Regions from separate parts of the Mus musculus genome. Here region 1 is linked to region 2. Evidence: chromatin contacts called from public HiChIP or PLAC-seq data. All regions are on one chromosome and are shown on one strand. The core of a region is the stretch at or near the end of the contact, and the rest is flanking DNA. Distances in the headings are between cores, read along the strand shown.

Region 1 (5,203 bases), core at 589-3,088, 86 kb before region 2:
GGGGAGCATAGCGTTTTTGCTGGTGAAGTTGTCTACAATAATAATGAGATGATGGTGATGATGGTGATGGTGATGATGATGATAAATAACCATGTATTTCTATTGCTCGGCAAAGTGTTCAACTCTGGGCAGACTCAGCCAAGTGGAAAGCATTCCCCAGTTGCAGTTTCTCACCTGCAGTGTAAATCATCAGTCCCCATGATATTTTCTTTCCATAAAGAGCAAAGCGAAACATGATGAGGTCACTGAACCAAAGTGACTTTAGATGTCGTCACATGTCCTCACCTTCTAGACTACAGCACTCAGAGTTCACACCAGCTATTTAATGTCCCAATGATGGACAGAGTTAATCCTTTCTCTTTTCTCTATAACACTGTCTTGATTCAACAACAGGGAGAATGGGAAGGAAAAAAAAAAAAACAACATTGCAGGCTTGATACCATGTATCCCCATCACTTCCAAAAAGATTCTGTTCCTGCCAGGTAGAAAGCTGCATCATTTCTGACTGACTCCTAGAGCTTTCCTTTCTTCTGCCCCTCCCCATAGATGTACGAAATGGAAAGCTGATAGGAGATGACAATAGATATCTGGGTCTTTAGACTGCTGGAACTTCCCCAACAACTATCACTCATGCTTTGGCTCACAGCTTTTGAACAAGATTTATAGACAGGGAACCAGTGGCTGTTAGCTACAGCCTTCTATCCCAAAGGAAGGGCCAGAGGCTACATACCGCAGAGGGAAGCCAAGTTAGCCCCTAGCTAAGTCAGTTAACTGGCTCTGTTAAGTCACCTTACCAAAACGAATTTTTGAAATGACACAGTCCTTTAAAAGTCGAGGACTCATGTCTCTTCACCATTAAAATTAAAAAAAAAATTTTTTTTTAAAAAAAAGGATCGTAAGTAAGTACCGCCAAGTCATTGCCATGAACTGCTACTGGGCCAAGTCCCTTGGAAACTGCCTCATTAGACGGGATGTGCTGAGCAAGGCATAATCATTTTGCCAAGAGTAACCCCAGAAACCGTGGTGCAAAATGCAGTGGAAAATAGAGCTGCCAAAATTATGAGCAGGACATTCTGTAAGCGTCAGGGAAAATAAGCCAGCCGGAGCCTTCATACTTTCAGACCCGTTCAACCCCAATAAAGAGTTATCCAGAAATGACTAACAGCCATTTATTCATAAGGATGTGGGAATTCTCCATCATCGCGCCTATGATAGTGTCTGGGTTTTTAATCTGCTTCTACCGAAAGGACCTCGAGCAGACAGCTTCCCAGATCAAGTGCTTAAGGCAAAAATCTGAAAAGGTGCTTTTAGAACCTGTCAGAGACTCAGCAGTTCTGACTCTCCTTATTATGGCTCCCCAAGCTGGCTTTGGTCAGGCAGAGACCTGCGACTTGCCTGCTGCGAGGCGAGTTAGACACCCTCTGATCTCTGGCGGCGGCTCCTATGCTAACTCTACTCCACCGCCTTCCGCCACCCACAACAACTTTCAGAACCATGCACCAAGAACTAGTGGATCTGAAAGCGCATGTCTGCTGGCGGTACACCCGGGGGAAGCCTGGAAGCGAGATCAGACGCAGCTCGGCAAAACCAGACACACAAGGGATCCCTGCCCAGTTGTCAAGGTGGGAAAGGCGCCGGCCGGCACAGCTGCCTCTAGCTTCTCAGGAGACGGCGTACAAGGCACTCTTACCTTGTACTTCATCTCGGCGGTGATCTGATGAGCCCTGGTCCTATCGAATCACACAGTGAGTGAGGCACTGCAGAGTCCGCCCCTCCATTGAGCGCTGGGCTGGATGGAAATGAGAAGCCTTCGCCTCCCGCGCACTGCGGAGTCTCTGAGCTCACAGCCCAGATCCAGACCAGCACGGCGCGGGCCTCGTTTGCATACCGCGCCGCCATTGGCTGCTGGTGGCGGTGAAGGTAACGCCTCCACCCCGCCCACCTCTAACTTCTGAAACCCTCCGACAAAGAGCGTGTAATACGATCATTTCTTTTCACGTTATCAAAAGGGCGGAGGAGAAAACAGAAAGTGGGGAGGCGGCCCCAGCCACCCGGAGAAATAAAAATATAAAGAGGAAAGACATAGGAACCAGACAAAGGAGGTACGTTCCTTTTGAGAGTAACCTAAGTTTTAAAGAATCCGAATTCACAAAGCAGTCTGACGATCGCGCTTCCTGTGACCTAGCAACTAGTTCATAAACCCATTTCATTTCAAAGCCATTCACCTTACAATCTCTACATGAAACGAGCTGGAGGAACAAAGGGTTTTCTGTCTCCAGTACCCCCCCCTTTTTTTTTTACTAACCACCCCTGCTGATAGCTCTCTTTCCCTGTCTTTTCTCTTCCCCTTCCCTTTTCTGTGGCTGCTCCCCTCACCCCCAAGTGTTCAAAGTACTTTGCTAAGTCAGTCTGCTAGGAGCTGGAAAACATTTCTTTCTCAATGAAAAGGAACTCACTCATAAGCACCAGGCCTTCCCGGTTCTTCTCACTAGGACCTCCGAGGATAAAGGATAGGTGGGAACCCATGCAGGTTCTATAGAACACACCCGATACATCACGCCTGTCCAGCCAGCACTCTCCTCTTTGACCGCTGGCATTGCCAGATTCCGCTTTTGAACACCGAGGCCTTTTCCTTTTGACCTCTCTCCCCCAAATGACCCATTAGCCCACTCACACTTATTATTCAGGGAGAACGCTTCTGTTTGATAAGCCTGGTTTAAAAAAAAAAAAAAAAAAAAAAAAAAGAACAGCCTCTTTCAGGCAGAGCGCGGGACATGATTTGTAGAGCGGTTCCATTCTGAGATTTCTATAGAGAAAGAGAATCACTCAGGAGAAGACAGGCTTTTCTTTTCCTCGGGCCTCAGGACTTGGAGTATTCAGGACTATCCCCCAGTTGGGATGCATTCCAGCCAGACTGCACGACTCGGGTGGAAAAAAAAAATCAGCTCTTACTTCTTTCCTGACTAAGGTAGTCCAGAATCAGTTTTGCCTCCCCAATCCCCTTCTAAATTTCCAATGGATTAAAACTTTTGAAAATAAATGATTTAAGCCAAAAGCATAGGAGAGCAGATGCCGCATAAAAGTGGTTTCTGGGGGTGGGGGTGGGGGTGGGGGTGGGGTAGGGTTTACATTGACAATTGAATCCACATTTGGCTGCAGCTTGGAGTTTGCTCTACAAGATGTCCCTGGCCACCTTCGTGAAGTTGACATCCCGGTTCAGGCCCCTTCCAGGTCATGGCTTTTACTTCCTGATCTCAAAGCCGAATTGAACCTGTGTGATTCGCAAGGTCTTTTGTACACAGATTAGGCACGAAGCAGATTGCGGTAGCAGGATCATCCTGGCAGCCCTGAAGATTCACACTAGGGACCTATGTTTGTAGGACAAGTCAAATCTTTCTCTCTAGATTTGTCCTGGTTCCCCAGGAGACAGAGATAGCATTCCTTTGACTTCTTCAGCAGCCAGGCTGAATCATGCTTAGATGAGTGGATTAAAGCAAGGCTAACCCATTCAACCTCAACATTGCCAAAGCCTGTGCTAGGCGTTTGTGAAATTGTCTTCTCAGGGTAGATGGCTTGATTCCTATCAGGCAAATCGATACACATTCCTTAACTTTGCAATGCTAGCCTTATAAAATGAGGACATAATAATGTGTACCTGCTAGGGAAGAGAGCTAGGGTTTTCCTTGAGTGTGATAGGAAGCCATCTAAGAATTTTGAGAAAAAAACAATTTCCCTGTTTTTGCCCTTATTATCATGCTGTGATCTCAGTGCAGCCTAAGTAACACAAGTCATTTTGTTTTTATTGGTTATGCTCCCTCTAAACCTTTTGGAGAAACACAAATTCAGTAAATAAAGGAATAGCCCTTTCTGTATTGATTGCCTGAGACGCTGAATGTGAAAAATATGAAAAACTGATTATATAATTAAATTATTCAGGAAACCAGTGGGTTGGTTGGTACCTTTCCAGAACCGCCAAGGACCCTGGGCTCAGTCCCAACCCACGCTCACCAGCATCCTACGAGTAGGTGCCTCTTTGGAGAAAGCCATGCCCAGTTAGACCCTACTGCATCCAGGAGTCAGGGAAATGGCACCCGGTGCTTTCTGAGGGATTTTATTAGTAGCCATTGGACGTTGGTCAGAGCACACATGGAAATCAAGCAAATACTGGAACTGCTTGTGGCTCAGGCAGAACCCAGTGGCTATTTTGTCTGGGTGAAGGAACTAGAGCCCATGAGCAAGGAGGAGAGCCCCCTGGGGAATCAGCAAAGAGAACTCAAAGCTGACACGCAGAGACCTTGAGCCCTCTGGGTGTGATCCTACTAGTCATATGTATGGTAAGCCACTCTCCCGACTCTCCACTCTATTTAGAGATTTCTCTTTAGTTTCCTTCCTCGAAATCTCTCTATCTTCAGCGTTACTACCAGTTCCCTTCCCAGAGGACAGAGGGGATGGCGTTTAGATGGAATTGAACAGTCTCTTATCGATATGCTAACATCTTAGGAAGCAGACACCTTGGTGTGGACTATAATGAGAACTTCGCCAATCCTCGTTTCAGTTTTTTTCCTCCACACCCCAGGCTTATTTATACCTTACTGGCATTGCACAGATGGGTCTTTCTACAGAGAATGCTCTGGCTGCTTGTCCGCTATCAGGCCTAGCTCAACACACTAATGCCTTTGTGTGTGCTGGTCCACAGCCCCCGCCCTGCCCACCTCGCCCTTTCAGAACAAATCTCTCCTTCCCCTGACTGTGCTCCCATTGTACTTGGAACACAGATCTCTTAAAAGTGCCTTTTCCGTGTTTGGATGCTGATGGTGCGTTGACGTCTGTTTCTACAGCTTTGGGTGGGTTCTGGAAGAACAAGGTGATGGCTAGTTGATCTCTCTGTCTCTTTATACCCTGTATGTACTTAAGTCATTGCCCTGTGGATCAGGAAGTAATTCAGAGAACACATGTTTACCTCCAAGTTCGGCCTAGTGCCCAGGAAAGAAATAGAAGAAAATCCTTATGTCTGAGAACACCCTCCAGGTCTCATTTGTTAGCATAGACACAGGATGCGCCTTTTCAGAGCCAATGCCAGGCTGCTGTCAGTCCTGTCTCTGTGAGCCAGGAACAGCATTCACATTGCTAAGTGGCTTGGGAGGAGGCAAAAGAATAACATCTTGAGAGATGTAAAAATTAGGCGTAATTCAAATTTCTGTGT
Region 2 (5,390 bases), core at 76-2,575:
AAGAAACGTCAGCATCACCATTCTAAATACACTTTCCCCTCTGCCTGTTGGGGGGAACTGTTGGGGGGATCTTTCAAGACCATATGCTCTGGGACCCGAGAGAGTGGCAGAACGGAGATGCTTCAATCCTGGGTCCAGTCTGTATTCTCATTTTATACTCTAAAACACAAGGTGGGGAGGCCAAGCAGGTGAGGTTTTACAGACTCGGACATGGCGGTCAGCAGCTTAAGGACAATGACCCACTGTCTCAGCTATTTCTCCAGGCCATTCTGTTTCAGGTAGCAGGTGACATCATGCTCAGCAGATAGGCCGAGCTTTAAGTAAGTCAGTAAACAAATCAGTAAATCAGCATCTACACATTGATCTTTTCTACCTTATTCTACTTTAGAATCCCCATATTAATATCCACGTGTTTATCAGCCACTGCCCCGGGCTACAAGATCCTGCCTGCAGACAGACCTTTTGACTCATTTGTGAGGCCCCATTGTCTTATGCAATACTTGGCACTTGATCTCCAAAGTTATGGTTGTTTAAATAATAAGAGTGGTGCGCCTGAGCTAGACTCAATGCTGCGCACTTTATGTATGTACTATTTATCCCTTCGCCCTTTCAATAACAGTAGGATCTATTGGTAAGGACCAGTGTCTTTATTGTGCAGTTGGAAAGATGAAGCTAACTGAGGTTTAGAGGTTCACTCAAGGTCTCACCTCCTCGCTGTCAGTAGACACTGGTCAAACCCAAGTTTGCTGGCAGCAAAGACTGTGTTGTTGAGCCTGGATTAAATAATGTTTGCTGTGTAATTATTTCCAAGGCTGTCAGGAAGGCTGCTCATTAGGAAGAGATTCATCTGTACATCACCCTTTTAATTAAGCAGCATTACCAAGACCCTTAGGCTATAAAGGATTCATTTTTATCTTCCCATTCTATATAGAATGGGTTTTCGTTTTAACACGTTGCTCCCACGTCCCATAGACCTTGGTTATCAGAAGTTCTGCTTCATCGGCACTACAACTGCAGTGAGCCAAGCACACAGCTGTGGGTGTTCCCAGCTCACAGCTGGCTCTTCCTGGCTCATTATTATAGAAACTTCGCCAAGTTATATTACATGTAGGACATTCATGAGGGTGGCATTAATAAATAGATTCAGGACACTGGTGTCTTCCACTCCACTGGGCAGATGAGAAAGGATCTTTGATTTTTTTCTTTCTTTTTGTCTTCCTTTTCCTTGTGTATATGTGAAACCCTTCCTTTCTCATGCTTAGCTTTTATTGTTCACAGAGGATTTCAAAGTATTACCAGCCTATGAGTTTCATGTTGAGTCATCGGACATATGGGACTTTCAGAGCCCAATGGGTGGGATTTTATAGTGAATTTCTCTTCAACCCTGTGTGTATTTCATTAAAAACAAAACAAAATAAAAGCCGTATAAAAGTCTCATTTGTGCTACCATCTACTTACCCCAGCCTTTGTCACCAAGAACCTAGGAGCACAGAGATGGTTGTCTAAGGTTGTCAAGGCTTGGGCTGCTGGGTGCCTGGCTGATCCCACCCCTGTGGTTATCTTGTTTTATCCTCTTGAGAACAAAGGGACCCATGGTTTAGGAAATCTGGACTTGGATTGTCACTTACAGTCACCCAAACTTTGAGAATGACTAATTTGCAAAAGCATGACAGATGGCCTCAGACAGGAGGGGCCATTTTGAGAACCACAAAAAAAGAAAGAAGGGATGGAGTTGTGTAAGGGGAAAAGTGATGAATTCATAGCTAGAAGGCATTGTGTTTGAGACAGAGGGACATCAAACTCTTCCTCCAAACTAGAACTCCTTCTAGAACAACAAGGATTTAGAGTGATAATTATGCCAAGACAACAGGGTACGGTGGGAACTGTCCTGGTCATGGCATGGTCACGGCAGCCAAAAGACACCACTTGTATGACCTCCAACAAGCCAGTCAGTGCTGCTGGGTCTCAACTTCTTTTGAAGAAAAAGACTGAGACTTCCCCAGCCTTTCTGTCATCGCTGTAAGGTCCTCACACAGTTCTTGGTGCTTCAGGACAATCACATCAAGTAAGGCTGGATGACTTCCAACAAGTAGAAGTTGTCTTAATCAGAACCTTAGTCAGCATGAATCGATCGACACTGCCCAATGCTGATGTAGTTTTAGGTCAAACAAACCTATCCATACCAAGCCAACACATAGAAACCTGGCACTTTTATTACATGGTCTCTTTTATTGAAGTCAATCTAGTTCTGTTATCCTTCTGGAAGGTGTGGGCAGTTTTGAGATCCTTCCCAGGATATTTGCAACCAAACGACCTCCCAGTCTTGAGGATGAAAACCACATTAATGGATGTCACGCTTTTTACCCAGATCCAGTTCTAATCTCTGTGACCCCCTGACAACTCTAGCATCCTTCCTGCCTCTGTGACATATAGCCGTAAAGGGGAGCTAAAAAGGAAAGAGCCAGCACGGCAGCAGAAGCACCCGGACAAGGTGCCTGCGGCGGCAGAGGAGGCTTTGCCTTGGGGCAGTTTCCCTCCTAGGTAAGGTTTCTTGCCCCACCCCTGGGGGAATTCATTAGGGTGTATTCACATTAGGATATGATCAGGGAGAGGAAATGGAAATATCTGTGCAATTGCTCATTCCCGCCTCCTCTTTTCCACCCCTAAGATCTCACTATGGGGCAAGGAATGAGCAGCCTGGAGGGGCATCTCCACACATTCACAATAGCAGAAAGCCAGAAAAAAAAAAAAGGACATGCCTCTTGCTAAATGCCCTATGACTTGCACTAAGATTCTAGTTTCAAAGGCAACAAACTTTGTGATATACTATCCACCCAGTGTATTGGGAAATATGGGTGGGTGTGGGTGTGTGGGTGTGTGTCAAGGACATCACTTAGCAACTTCTGCTCAGTATCTAGGGATGCTAAATGACACCCTTATAATGAAGACTTATCCATTCAAAAATGTCAAAAGCACCTTCTATGAGAAAAAGAACAAAAATCTAAGAATCGCCTTTAGTTGTTCCATAGAAGGAACTATTTGGCCATTTGAAACTGGCTCAGATTATATAGGACAACTTTGTATGATGCTGGCCCCTTTGGCCAACGAGCATGTTGATTCCCACAACTGTTTGAAAAAGGGCTAAGTAGAAGTCTCTGCTGAAGGCATCCAGCAACTCATCCTACCGCAGGCTCAGGCACACACTGTCTGCTGTGGGGTGGCTTCTCTTTTATCTCAGTACCATCACAACAGCTGACTCACGGTCTTTATTTTCTTGTGAGATCATTGCCATCATCCTCCAAATGAAAAGAACATGAGTTAAAGCTCTGATGCAGGCACGTTGCTGCCAGGGTGGGCCTTCAGCCTTTTTAAGTCTTGGCCCTGTTCTGGCTTCAGTTCCATTCATTTCAGCTTGGAGTGTCTAGCAAATAAGCCTCCTTGTGGTCTTCCCACGGCATGGCTGGCTCAGCTCTGCTGTGAGTTAGTGGTCCCATGCGGAGCAGGCAGAGGGTTCTCCTTCTCTACAAGATTGCTCCTGAAAGGAGAGGTCAGGAAGGAACCACGAAGGGGTCTCTGACCATAAATATTTCAGAACCTGATTTCCTTAAAATAATGAAAACCAGTTGCTCGTTGGAGACGGCTAAGTCTTCCCTGTGCCTTGATTCAGCATCCCATGGCGAGATACACGCATGATGTCACGACGGAAAGGAATGCATAGCACATAAAAATCTTGCCTGGGTCAGGGAGAAGTGCTAAGCTCTCCAGAGGGCCAAGGGACAAATACACAAATGTGGTCCAGCATATGTCAAAGACCTATGGAAGGGCAAACGTTTTTATAACTCTGTTCCTGGGAAGAGAGACCATTTCGGGATTGGAATTTATAGCCCTTATGTAGCAGATGAGGCAGTAATGGCCATTTAGTATGCAAATGGCCATTTGGGGATATGAGAGCTCAACCCAGCAGTAGAAATCTCAGAGTGATACAGGACATAGCCCTTTACCTTCACTGGAATAAATGGACTCACCCTGCAATCTGCCCCTTGGGCCACCTTCTTTGCTGCCTTTCTTTGTATTTACAGTTTTCCCTGTCTTTTGGGGGAGCTTTGGCATACATGACATTTTAGTATCAAGAAAAGTCCCAAAGTCAAGGGAAGAATTTCTTTCTGACTATAACTATCATTCTGAAACTTTTCTCTGTTACATTCTAGGAGCACCCATAGTGAGCCTGACCCATCTCCTGCCATGTCTCTACCTCTTAGTGTTCACGAACCTGAACCCATCTCACTCCTAAGCATGTTTGTAAAGTCCTCCCTGGCCTCTCTTGCCTCTGCCATCTTAGCAGAGTTGCTAAGCTGGGGTCAGTTCAGCCCTCTAGGGGATATGGAGCCATTTTTCAAGAGCTGCAACTGGGGAGGGATAGATGTCACGCATGCTTCAGAATGTCCTACACTGCACTGTAGCCTCCTATGACAAAGAAAGATCTAGTTCAAACTATTCAGCAAAAGTTGAGATGCACTATACTGTGGCTAAGAGGTAGGACTGGTTTCTGCCTAGACCAAGAAGGCCATTGTCTCCATATGCACTTCCTAGCAGAACTCTCTCTGACATAAGAAATGTTCACTAACTAGTCTTATCAGTATTGTAGGCACTAGACATATGGCTAACAACTTTTTCCAATATGGCAAGTGTGACTGAAGAGCTGGGTTTTAACCTTATGTGATTTTAATTCATGAAATCTTATTCATGGCAAATACCTAGTGGCTTCTCTGTTAAACTGTGAAAGTCTATATAAGAGACAGGCATACAGAGATAACCTACTTCTGGTCAGCTTTTCCTCTCATTTAGAATTGAAATTGTATTTAATTCTATACTAGTTCTACAGATAAGATTTTTGTCCATGTTGATGGGACTTTAACTTTGGGAGAAAGAAGGCCTTTGACACATATACAGAAGGAGCTAAATCAATAGAGATAATGGATCAGAAAGCTATTCGACCGGAGCCGAGAGTGCTGGGAACTTGGAAATGAATGAAAGGGTCTTATGAGATTGAGCAAGAAGCATGCTGAAGGATAGGGATATTTCAAATATCCCTGTCAAAGTACCCAACAAAAGCAGCTTAAGGAAGGAAGGTTGCCTTGGGCTCATGGTTTAAGGATACAGACCTTCATGGTGGGGATGGGCTAACCAGTCTGGATAAAGAGATGAACTCATGTCCTCTTTTAAATCTGTTCCAGGACCCTAGCCCATGGGGGAGTGACATTCACATTTAGGGTGCTTCCCTCCCCAGCTGAACCTCTTTGAAAACATCCTAATATACACACTAAAATGTGTGTCTCCTAGGTGATGCTAATCTCCTGCAATTGATAACCAAAGATGAACTATCACAAAGG

What was found. HiChIP or PLAC-seq counts read pairs in DNA pulled down with a chosen protein or histone mark.
Region 1: a contact with region 2 is called in an H3K27ac HiChIP or PLAC-seq map of the NIH/3T3 cell line, with 2.2 times the contacts expected there. The contact joins the promoter of Nedd9 here to the enhancer-like site in region 2. A contact is called at or near these places in 4 of 15 datasets of contacts at CTCF or cohesin (CD8 T cells, the NIH/3T3 cell line, large pre-B cells and 1 more), 18 of 484 Hi-C or Micro-C datasets (the C2C12 cell line, the HL-1 cell line, Sertoli cells and 12 more), 13 of 115 datasets of contacts at active chromatin or transcription factors (the 230-238 cell line, CD8 T cells, the NIH/3T3 cell line and 8 more) and 4 of 9 other capture datasets (adipose tissue, embryonic stem cells, liver and 1 more).

What each region holds. Positions count from the first base shown.
Region 1 is chr13:41,357,163-41,362,365 of GRCm38.p6, forward strand. It overlaps Nedd9 (neural precursor cell expressed, developmentally down-regulated gene 9), which reads right to left and starts at 1,839. Exons shown (of 7, transcript NM_017464.5): 1 at 1,691-1,839. The coding sequence starts at 1,702.
Region 2 is chr13:41,443,931-41,449,320 of GRCm38.p6, forward strand. It overlaps a transcript of Nedd9 not described here. Among named protein-coding and RNA genes, the nearest start is that of Gm32448, 36 kb to the left of the region's middle. Within about 2 kb of position 1,326, at least 25 of the 459 cell types and tissues checked have an H3K27ac peak or open chromatin away from gene starts, as enhancers often do. A contact at or near this core is called in the C2C12 cell line, CD8 T cells, the HL-1 cell line and 3 more, where this site is marked.